Regions from separate parts of the Ovis aries genome. Here region 1 is linked to region 2. A link is a contact called in public Hi-C data. All regions are on one chromosome and are shown on one strand. The core of a region is the stretch at or near the end of the contact, and the rest is flanking DNA. Distances in the headings are between cores, read along the strand shown.

Evidence for each region. Hi-C and Micro-C count contacts between places; a contact is called where the count stands out from the background.
Region 1: a Hi-C map of blood shows a contact between it and region 2, with 2.1 times the contacts expected there. The contact joins the promoter of L3MBTL2 here to the promoter of RBX1 in region 2. A contact is called at or near these places in 5 of 16 Hi-C or Micro-C datasets (blood, hypothalamus, liver and 2 more).

The regions. Positions count from the first base shown.
Region 1 is chr3:218,193,352-218,197,894 of ARS-UI_Ramb_v3.0, reverse strand. It overlaps L3MBTL2 (L3MBTL histone methyl-lysine binding protein 2), which reads right to left and starts at 3,227. Exons shown (of 16, transcript XM_060413582.1): 1 at 3,137-3,227; 2 at 1,089-1,329. The coding sequence starts at 3,160. LOC121819233 (a long non-coding RNA gene) reads left to right here and starts at 3,187. Exons shown (of 3, transcript XR_006059484.1): 1 at 3,187-3,285.
Region 2 is chr3:217,979,873-217,984,517 of ARS-UI_Ramb_v3.0, reverse strand. RBX1 (ring-box 1) reads right to left here and starts at 1,445. Exons shown (of 4, transcript XM_060413580.1): 1 at 1,355-1,445. The coding sequence starts at 1,432. It overlaps LOC132659503 (a long non-coding RNA gene), which reads left to right. Exons shown (of 2, transcript XR_009600037.1): 2 at 705-4,645.

The DNA.
Region 1 (4,543 bases), core at 1,978-4,477, 210 kb before region 2:
GATGATTCTAATGTGTGGCCAGGTGAGTGCATCCCCAGACTAGATGGTCTCTAATAGTTCATTCTAGTCCTAAGATTCTAAGATAATGACTGGAAGAAGATAGAAGGGAGAAAAATAAAAGAAAGGGGAGACAGGACTTCCCTGGTGGTACAGTGGCTAAGAATCTGCCTGCCAGTGCAGGAGAGGCGGACTTGATCCTTGGCCTGGGAAGATTACAAGTGCCACAATGCAGCTAAGCCTGTGCCCCAAAACTACTGAGCCCGTGCACCTACAGCCTGTGGTCCGTAATAAGAGAAGCCACCACAAGAAGCCCACATACACAACGAAGTACCCCCATTTGCTTCAACTAGAGAAAGCCCGCGTGCAGCAATGAAGACCCAGCGCAACCAACAGTAACATAAATAATTTAATAAAAATAAAAAGGGAGAGAGGAAAAGAAGACAGGATGAATGGAGAGGCAAAGAGTATTAGATGCTTCTCTTCTAAAGAGTAAAGGGACCAAGAAACAGGAGTGTCATCACAGACCATCTAACCTGCCTCTTTGCACAGGCAGTCCCCACACTGGAGGCCCTGACACCGAGGTCCAGCAGCTGTACAAGCATCACACCTCTGACGCCAACTGGCTTCCAGATGATTCACAGGGATTCTTATCTGCCCTCATCCTCTTACCTGGAGGTCACTTAATTCTGTATTTCCTTGCCTCTCACTTCCGACTCACGAGCTATTTCTTGTCCCTTCCCAGAGAGTAACCAGATCACATTAGGTGTCGTATATTCTCAAGACCCAGGCTTAGAAATCCACCAACTATTATTATTTACACAAACGCAAAAGCACCACCATGTTAATGATCGGCATCTAATATGTGCTGAATGAATATTAATTGTGAGAAAAGAATGAAATCACAACTTGAAATCAGACTGAAATGACCCTTGGGGATACTTGGGGTGCCTCTGTCTCTCTCACAGGTCCTTAGACATCAGATCAAAGAGCCCTTTACACCTGGACGGCTCCGCCCACCTGGCCTACATCTGCCTCTCCATCCATAGCCTCTGAAACCTCCCTATCTTTGGGGGACACTTTGAAGGCACCTGGCTCAGAACCACTGCCGTCCAAGGACCGGGGCGTCCCAGGGCTGAGCAGATGCAGCGGGGAGGTGGGCAGCTCCCCTGCTTCCCGATCCTCATGTTCTGCTTCACTTGACTCCTCAAGATAGGAGCTGCTCTCACTGCCCACACTGCTGTTGTAACTCCGGAAGCTGTCATAGCCGCCGAAGAGCTCCAGGTCATCGTCTTCCTCTTCCTCCTCCATCGGTTCTGAAGACGGAGTCTCCTAGGAAAAGGATGACACAAAGCAGGCAGGAGCAATCGTGGTTGGCTTACTGTAAGACAAGGGAAACTGCAGGTCTGCTATCAACTCCCTTTCCAGGTCCTGGTCAAGTCAACGCTTCTGGGCCGAGCGGCAGGTACAATCAAACACCCCTTTCGTAAACACCAGGATCATTACTCTTGTTTATACCTTTCTCAACTGCAAGTCAAAAGAATACCTTAGCCAGACAGAAACATGTATTAGGAATTCACCAGGGTCCTCTGCGGATTTATACATGACGACATTTTACCACAATTCACACAGAACAGAGTGATGTGAAAATATACTAAGCATGGTGCTTCGTGAAGACATTCTGGAAAAGATGTATTCCAGAAACTCATTCTTCCCCCTTCAGCAGGTATACACCAAAGTAATTTCAACTCAAAAACAATTTAAGTCAGACGAAAGTTAATTTGGGGCCCAGACTGCCCTAAAGAGGATTTGAGGCAAATGACATACTAGCACTGTGGGACATACCTAGCTTTGGACCTAGCCTTGATCCTAACTAGCTGTGGGTCCTTGGGCAAGTTATTTAACCTGTCTGGGTCTCATTTTTCTCATCTATAAAACAACAACAAAAAAAATTGGTTCAAAAGATGTGCAATGTGAAATGAGGTATTCTATATGAATCTACGTGGCATGTAGCAGAAAAGGTGTGAAGCGTTTGGGCTCTAGGCCAAGACTCCAAAACCATCCCTACTATATGACCTGCAGCAGTTCAATCTCAGTGCCTCGGTTTCCCCATCTGTAAATGAGGACAATTCCACCTATTTCATAGGCTTTGGGGGAGAAGTAAGGGTTACTATGGGAAAGGCACTCAGAATAGTGACATGCAAACAGCAAGTGCTCAATAAATGCTGGTGATCATTACTGGTTAAAAGCACAGGCACTCAAATCGGATATGCCGGAGCTGGAATCCGGGCTCTCCTACTTAGGGCTCTCGGTTTCTCCATCAGTACAATGGCTGTAACAAGCCTTCTTTAGAGTGCTGCTGTGCGCACCCAGGCGCTATGTAAAGCCTAGTTCTGTTCCCAGCAGTCAGTGACAGCTCTGAAACTGGGAGTTATCATTCACACTCTACACTGATGATGATTCTTCTTGACTCTCGGAGAGTTTGTGAGCGATTCCACTTTATATTTACACTACATATGCAAATGTGCCAGAAAGGACATTCAAATATAAGGTAACCAGAAGCCAAATGATGAAAGGATATATGGGTTGCAGGTGGTGGGAAGAATGGGAAAAGCAAAACAGGGAGAGTTTTGGAACCTGACAGACTTAGTGCCCATCTCCTTCACTTTACAGCTGCGTGGCCCTCCTGGGGAGTGGCACTACCCTCTCCAAGCCTCAGGTGCATGATCCATAAAAAACAGACAATAACACAGGACTTGTTACTGTGGGATAACGCACGAGAACGCTCCAGATACGGAGTGTTTATTAAACTTTAATCTTCCTTTACTTCCCACCAGGATGTGACAGGCCTCACAGTCCCTAAAGAGGCCACCATGAGACAAGGGGGAGAAGGAAGATTCAGGAGCTCTCATATCCTGAACCCAGTTCCTCTTCCCCCAGGCCAGTGAAGCTGTTCTTCCCTCAACCTCACTCGGACCCAGGAGAACGGGAGCAAAAGGCGATGCCAATCGCCTCTGGCCTTGCTCAGCCTAACTACCTGTTTATCCATTCTTCCATCCTCCACCCTCCAGGCGTCGCTCAAAGGCCCACCGAGCGAGGCTCTCGGGGTTCCCTTTCCGAGAAGTCCTCTCCCTCTCACCTCGACGCCCCGGGGCTTCTCCATGAGACCTAACACAGTTTCTTCAACCGTCACCAGGTGCAGGAAGCCATATTGGCCTCGCCGCTCTCCCGGAGCTTACTCATTGGCCGCCTCCCAGGGCCGAAGGCCAATCACGCTGCAGGAAAGAGGTAAAGCCGGTTCCGCGCTGGCCTGAGCCCCGCCTCCCCTGGAGGCGGGGAAGCCGCGGGTGCTTATGGGACTTGTAGTTTCCTTTGGGCTGCGCGTGGAGGGGGTCGTTGCTGTGGCGCCGTGAAAATTTCCCCGCCCCAGACCTGCCTGACCCGGGAGGATAGTTCTTGTTTCTCCACGGTAACCTCTTGCTATCACACCGACTCCGTTCTTCATTAAACAATTATTGAGTACCTAAGAAGGTACTAGCAACCTTCCCTGGTGGCTCAAAGGTTAAAGCGTCTGCCTTGGAATGCAGGAGACCAGGGTTCGATCCCTGGGTCGGGCAGATCCCCTAGAGAAGGAAAATGGCAACCCACTCCAGTACTCTTGCCTGGAGAATCCCATGGAGGGAGGAGCCTGGTATGCTACAGTCCATGGGGTCGCAAAGAGTCAGACACGACTGAGTGACTTCACGTAAGAAAGTACTGTTCAGGCACCCTCCAGGAAAAACCTCGCCCTTTCCCTGATGAGAAATTAAACGTGCCCTAGTGCGGGGATGCCTAGCAGAGAGACTGTTCCCTGTTTAGGCAGAAACTGGAATACTCACTCTTAGGTCCAATGGTATAAATGTCCCACATGCTTAAAATTCTGCAACACTCTACCTTGCATCACCATCTCCTGAAATAAACCTCAGATATGAGGCTCTCTGCCTCATTCTTTTGGGACCCACAACGGTCTTTAAGGACCCACAACCGTCCTTACTCACAGTTCTAGGTGCTGTAGTAGAGCTTTAAAAAAATATATATTCATTTATTTGTCTGTGCTGGGTCTTCCTTGCTGTGTGGACTTCAGTTGCAGAGAGGTGGGGGTAAGGTGGGGGCCACTCTTCCTTGCAATTCGTGGGCTTCTTATTGCCGTGGCTTCTCTGGTGCAGAGTACCAGCTCTAGGACACAAGGTCATTAGTTGTGGCACACAGGCTTAATTGCTCCACAGCACGTGGGATCTTCCCGGACCAGGGATCAGAACCCTGTTTCTTGCATTGGCAGGCGATTCTTTACCACTGAGCCATCAAGGAAATTCTATCATGGAGCTTTACAAACATCTTAAATCAGGGACAATCAGTCACTGTTTCACAAATGAGGAAACAGTGGCCCTTTGGGTTTAGACACTTTCTAAGATCACATTTGATTGGAATTCAAGATTTATTCCAAATTCTTTGCCTATGCTATACTATACTCTTAATTGAGAATCTAAATATAATAAGTAGGCCTTGA
Region 2 (4,645 bases), core at 196-2,695:
TCATAAAACGGGTAATCATGGGATAAGCGGATAACCAATCACCCAGTGTCAGTACACACCAAGGTCATCTCTTAAATCTTACAAGATAATTGCATAATAAACTTTAGAATTTTGTTTCCTATCTGCTTAGACTGTTATATTTAATTTCCGCAAGAGTTTATCTAAAAGTAGCATTTAAGTAACTCAACCTTCTGACTTCTGCAATTATAAATATTTTGAAACTCCTTTTCATCCACGAATCTGGTGCCACTTCCTAAACTTTCATCTCTTTCTAGCCTAGTTCTCAGTGTCTGGTAACTTCTTCAGTACTTTTCACACGACAGCTTCAACTTGGAGGAAAAAAAAAAAACCCTACTTCTATTCTTCAATATGGCTGCTGGCCGTACCTGAGCATGCAGTGCCCACAATGAAACGACAAAAAGCACCAGGAGGGGGAATACTGCCAGGGTCTAGAACATCTTCTCTATTTCAGAGTCTTCATTTTGTACATTTGTTTTACCTTAGTTGGGAATCGGCACTTTTCTCCCAAACTGTATAGTTGCAAACAACCGTTAAGGCATTTCATGCAAATAGACACGTTCCACACATTTCTGCTTTTCCATTTCTACCAGGTCGTTCGCAACTAGTACTCAACTCTCGCTAAATGACACAAGGTTTGACCTCACATTTTAACAAATTCCACCATGCTTTGTTTTTTTGGACAGGGGGTTTCTGGATATGACCGCAGGACTCGGGGCAGCTTTGTGACAAACCTACAGACCTCTCAGAAGAGCCAAGAGTTACACTCGAGACACTTTTAACTTGGCAGGGGCGAGGACCGGAGAGGGCTAATGGAGGCCTCGGTTAGGCGAAAACCAGGTCGTGGTCCGTCAGAGAGACTCCCAGTTTCAGACAGGGGCAAGACACGGAGATGTCCAGCCCGGGTCCTCAGAGGCCTCCAATGCGGTAGGACCTCAGGTTCCCGGCTTTCGCCGCACTGCCCCCATCCTCCACCCGCCGTAAGGCTCCGACTCCCCGCTTCCACCCACCCCACCCGCTCTTTCCCCACCCCTCCGCCACTCCAGTGACAGCTCAGGCGCTTGGCTCCTGCAGTCAAGTCGTAACCGCACTATCTCAATAAGCACTTCCGTGATTGGCCCCTCAGCCTCTGAACGAAACCAACACCGCCCCGGACAGTGGGCCGCAGCCACGCCGATCAATCCTAAGGCCCGCCCCCCGGCTTCCTTTCCTGGTACCCTGTCCCAGGAACGCCCTGAAATGAAGCTCTTTCCTCCGCGCTTCGGTCATCCTCGGGCCTGCCAGCCAGATCCGCGTCTCTCTAGCTTCCCCGAGGAAGGCGCTGGCGAGACCCAACCTTTTTCACTTCAAAGCGCTTCTTGCCCGCGCCGCTGTTGGTGCCGCTCGGGGTATCCACATCCATCGCTGCCGCCATTTTGGAAATACACAGTCTGTCGGCCGGCTACTGCGCCTGCGCGCCAGCGCACGCCTCGCTTCCCCTCCCACCCTGGCACCTCCTCCCTCACCCCACCCCTTACTGGCGCGCTAGGGGCAGGTAGGGGCGGAGCGTGTAGCCACGCCCCTTAAAGGCGCTGGCGCTAGTTTTCCCCCCACTCTACCCCTCCTCACACACCTACCCCGCGTTGCCCGGGAGGAGGCGGAGGCCGGAGTGGCTCTGGCGGGGCGGGGCGGGGCGGGGCCGGCCGACGCGAGCGAGCCGGGTGGAGACGTTCGAAAGGACCCGCTCTTGTTGCCCTTCCCCCTGGAAGCCCCCAGCCACACTCTCAGCTGGGGCGGCGGCTGCTTCCTTCGCCTGCACCGCGACCTGCAGCACCGGCTCCGCCTCTCGTTCCCCGGCGCCGCGCAACCCCCGCTGCCCGCCGGTCCTCGTCGCGTTCTTCCGGGGAAGGAGCTAGGGTGGGCGTCCCGCCTCCTGCTGCCGCCAAACCTGAAACCTCACACTGGGCTTTCCAGATACAGATCGGCTCTGAACCCGGCGGAGGTGCTTACCCTCCCTGAAAGGCCGTTCGAGTTCCTGATTCCAATTCGGGAAATCCTCAGGATTCAGCGGGAAGATGGTCTCCCCCTCCTGCCCAGTGTCCTCCCCAGGACTGAACTGAACAGGCATTCTCCAGCCCTGCCTTCACCTGCCCACCTGAAAGAGGGGGACGGAGGAGGCTTAGGAGCCTGGGAAGTGCCGGCCCCAGCCTACCCCAAATATACCAGTCCGCCCTGGAAGGGTCTGTGGTTCAAGTGCACGATTTCATCTTCTCTCGCTTGAGCACACTCTTCCCATTCCTCAACGAGTGCTCATCTTTCTCCTTAATTTCGGCCCTCTTTCCTCTAGTTGCGCTATCCTCGCATTTGAAGTCGCTGCGCTTTTTGAAGTATTTGTGTGAGGTATTTGCCACTTATTCTTACTGATCATTCCTTAACCGCAAAAGCACCTGTACTTTCTGTCACCTTCCCATCTCTAGACGAGGCTCCACTTTTTCATCTCTAATCCTGCAGAGGTATGACTCTGCTCGATCACTCTTAAATCTTGTGTAGACTTTTTTGAAATCTCATGTTTTCTCTTAAAAGAAAATTGAAGAGTGATGGATTGTGTTGACTCCACTGTTAAACCAGAAGAAATAGGATTTGTTTCCTTGTCTCAATCGTAAAGAACAACAAATCTGTGGAAACACCACCACAGCTTTAACCAGACTAGAATATAGAAAATTTGTGTGAGAGGAAACCTTACAAAGCAAGTTTTTTTAAATTAATGATTCCATTTTAGGAATTCAGTTATTTGTTTTCTTGCCGGAGTATTGGAAAACCAGAGTAAATTAAAATACTGAGGGCATATGAAGGCAATGGCACCCCACTCCAGGACTCTTGCCAGGAAAACCCTATGGATGGAGGAGCCTAGAAGTCTGCAGTCCATGGGGTCGCTGAGGGTCCGACACTACTGAGCGACTTCACTTTCACTTTTCACTTTCATGCATTGGAGAAGGAAATGGCAACCCACTTCAGTGTTCTTGCCTGGAGAATCCCAGGGATAGGGGAGCCTGGTGGGCTGCCGTCTATGGGGTCACAGAGTCAGACACGACTGAAGTGAGTTAGCAGTATCTTCATTCAACAAACTCATTGAATGTGTACTGAGTCTTGTTGTAAATGGGAGAGATACAGTGATGCAGAGTCAAACACCTCATAGGGAAATAATATACAAGTCAACAAACATATCAGAAAATCGCAGGTATCAATAAGTCAAAAAAAGTCATGAGACTGAGGGGAGATGGAGGCAATATTAAAACAGGCGATTAGATAAGGCCCCTATGAGGAGTAACATTTCAGCTGAATTCCTTGCAAGGGCCTAAAAGACCCTGTATGATATGCTTCCGGTTCATTTTACTGAACTTTTCCCTTTAATGGTACATGTACCTTCTCACTTTTTGTTTGTTTACTCATTTATTAGATTTATTGCTTCTGTGTGTCTGGCCAGGAGAAGGAATATTTTATTATTCTCTTTATTTTTGACTGCCCTGTGCAGGTTGTGGGATCTTTGTTTCCCGACCAGGGTTTGACCCTGGGCCCTCAGCAGTGAAAGCTTGGTATCCTAGCCTGGGAATTCCCTACTGTTTTCTTTATTGATAACAAATACTCCTAGAACAGGGCTTGGTCCGTTGTATGTGCCCACTAAGTGTTGACTGAATAAATTTGAAGCTTATGGAGCAAGGGTGGTTAAGAGATGTGAGACGGGCAGGTAGGGGTCAGATCAGGTGGGATATTATTGTAGATGTTATTGGAAGGCATTGGAGGGGAACAGTGTAAGGGAGGGGACTCACAGTGACATGTGTGCGTGCACACATGTACTCAGTCGTGTCTGAGTCTTTGCAACCCCCTGGACTGTAGCCCACCAGGCTCCTCTGTCCATGGGATTTTCTAGGCAAGATACTGGAATAGGTTGCCATTTTCAGGGGATCCTCCCGACCTAGGGATTTAATATGAGTCTCTTGTGTCTCCTGCACTGACAGATGAATTCTTTACCACTGCGCCACCTGGGAAGCCCAAAAGTGATTTAATCTTATTTGAATTTTGAAAAATTTTAAACTTTGTTGGAAGCAGGTATTGTAGAGATACAGGAGAGGAAGCAGCAACAGTTTGCAAGTTGTTTGCTCCCTGAAGAGCTATGGTGGGGCTGTTCCATTAAGCTATGAAAGCCTCATGTACTGATCTCTCCTTTGGATATTTTCCTGGCTGTGATGATTGGCCATGACTTTCTGTATACTAGCTCCTGCTGCATTAACTTTTTGTAGACCCCATATAGATTCTTACCTTTCATAATTTTAGTTTACAGTGCAATGGGCTGTTCAGTTTAGCTCTGTTCAGTTGATCCACCCATTCATTAATTCAACAAATATTCCTAAAATATTCACAGAACCTGCTGTGTGTCAACTATACCATATTGCTTTAGATTAAAAGGTATCTGATATTCTAAGAGCTTGGAAAAAAAGTCCCTTTTCCTCATTGAATTTACCATATGTAGAAGAGAGGCAATAGTCAGTTAACGGTAATTCCAGTGAATTTTAGCAAAGAAGTAAAGGGTGCCTTGAAGCAGAAAGACTGCCTGGAAGGTAGAGGAAGTCCTCTTAGAAGAAATGGTTTG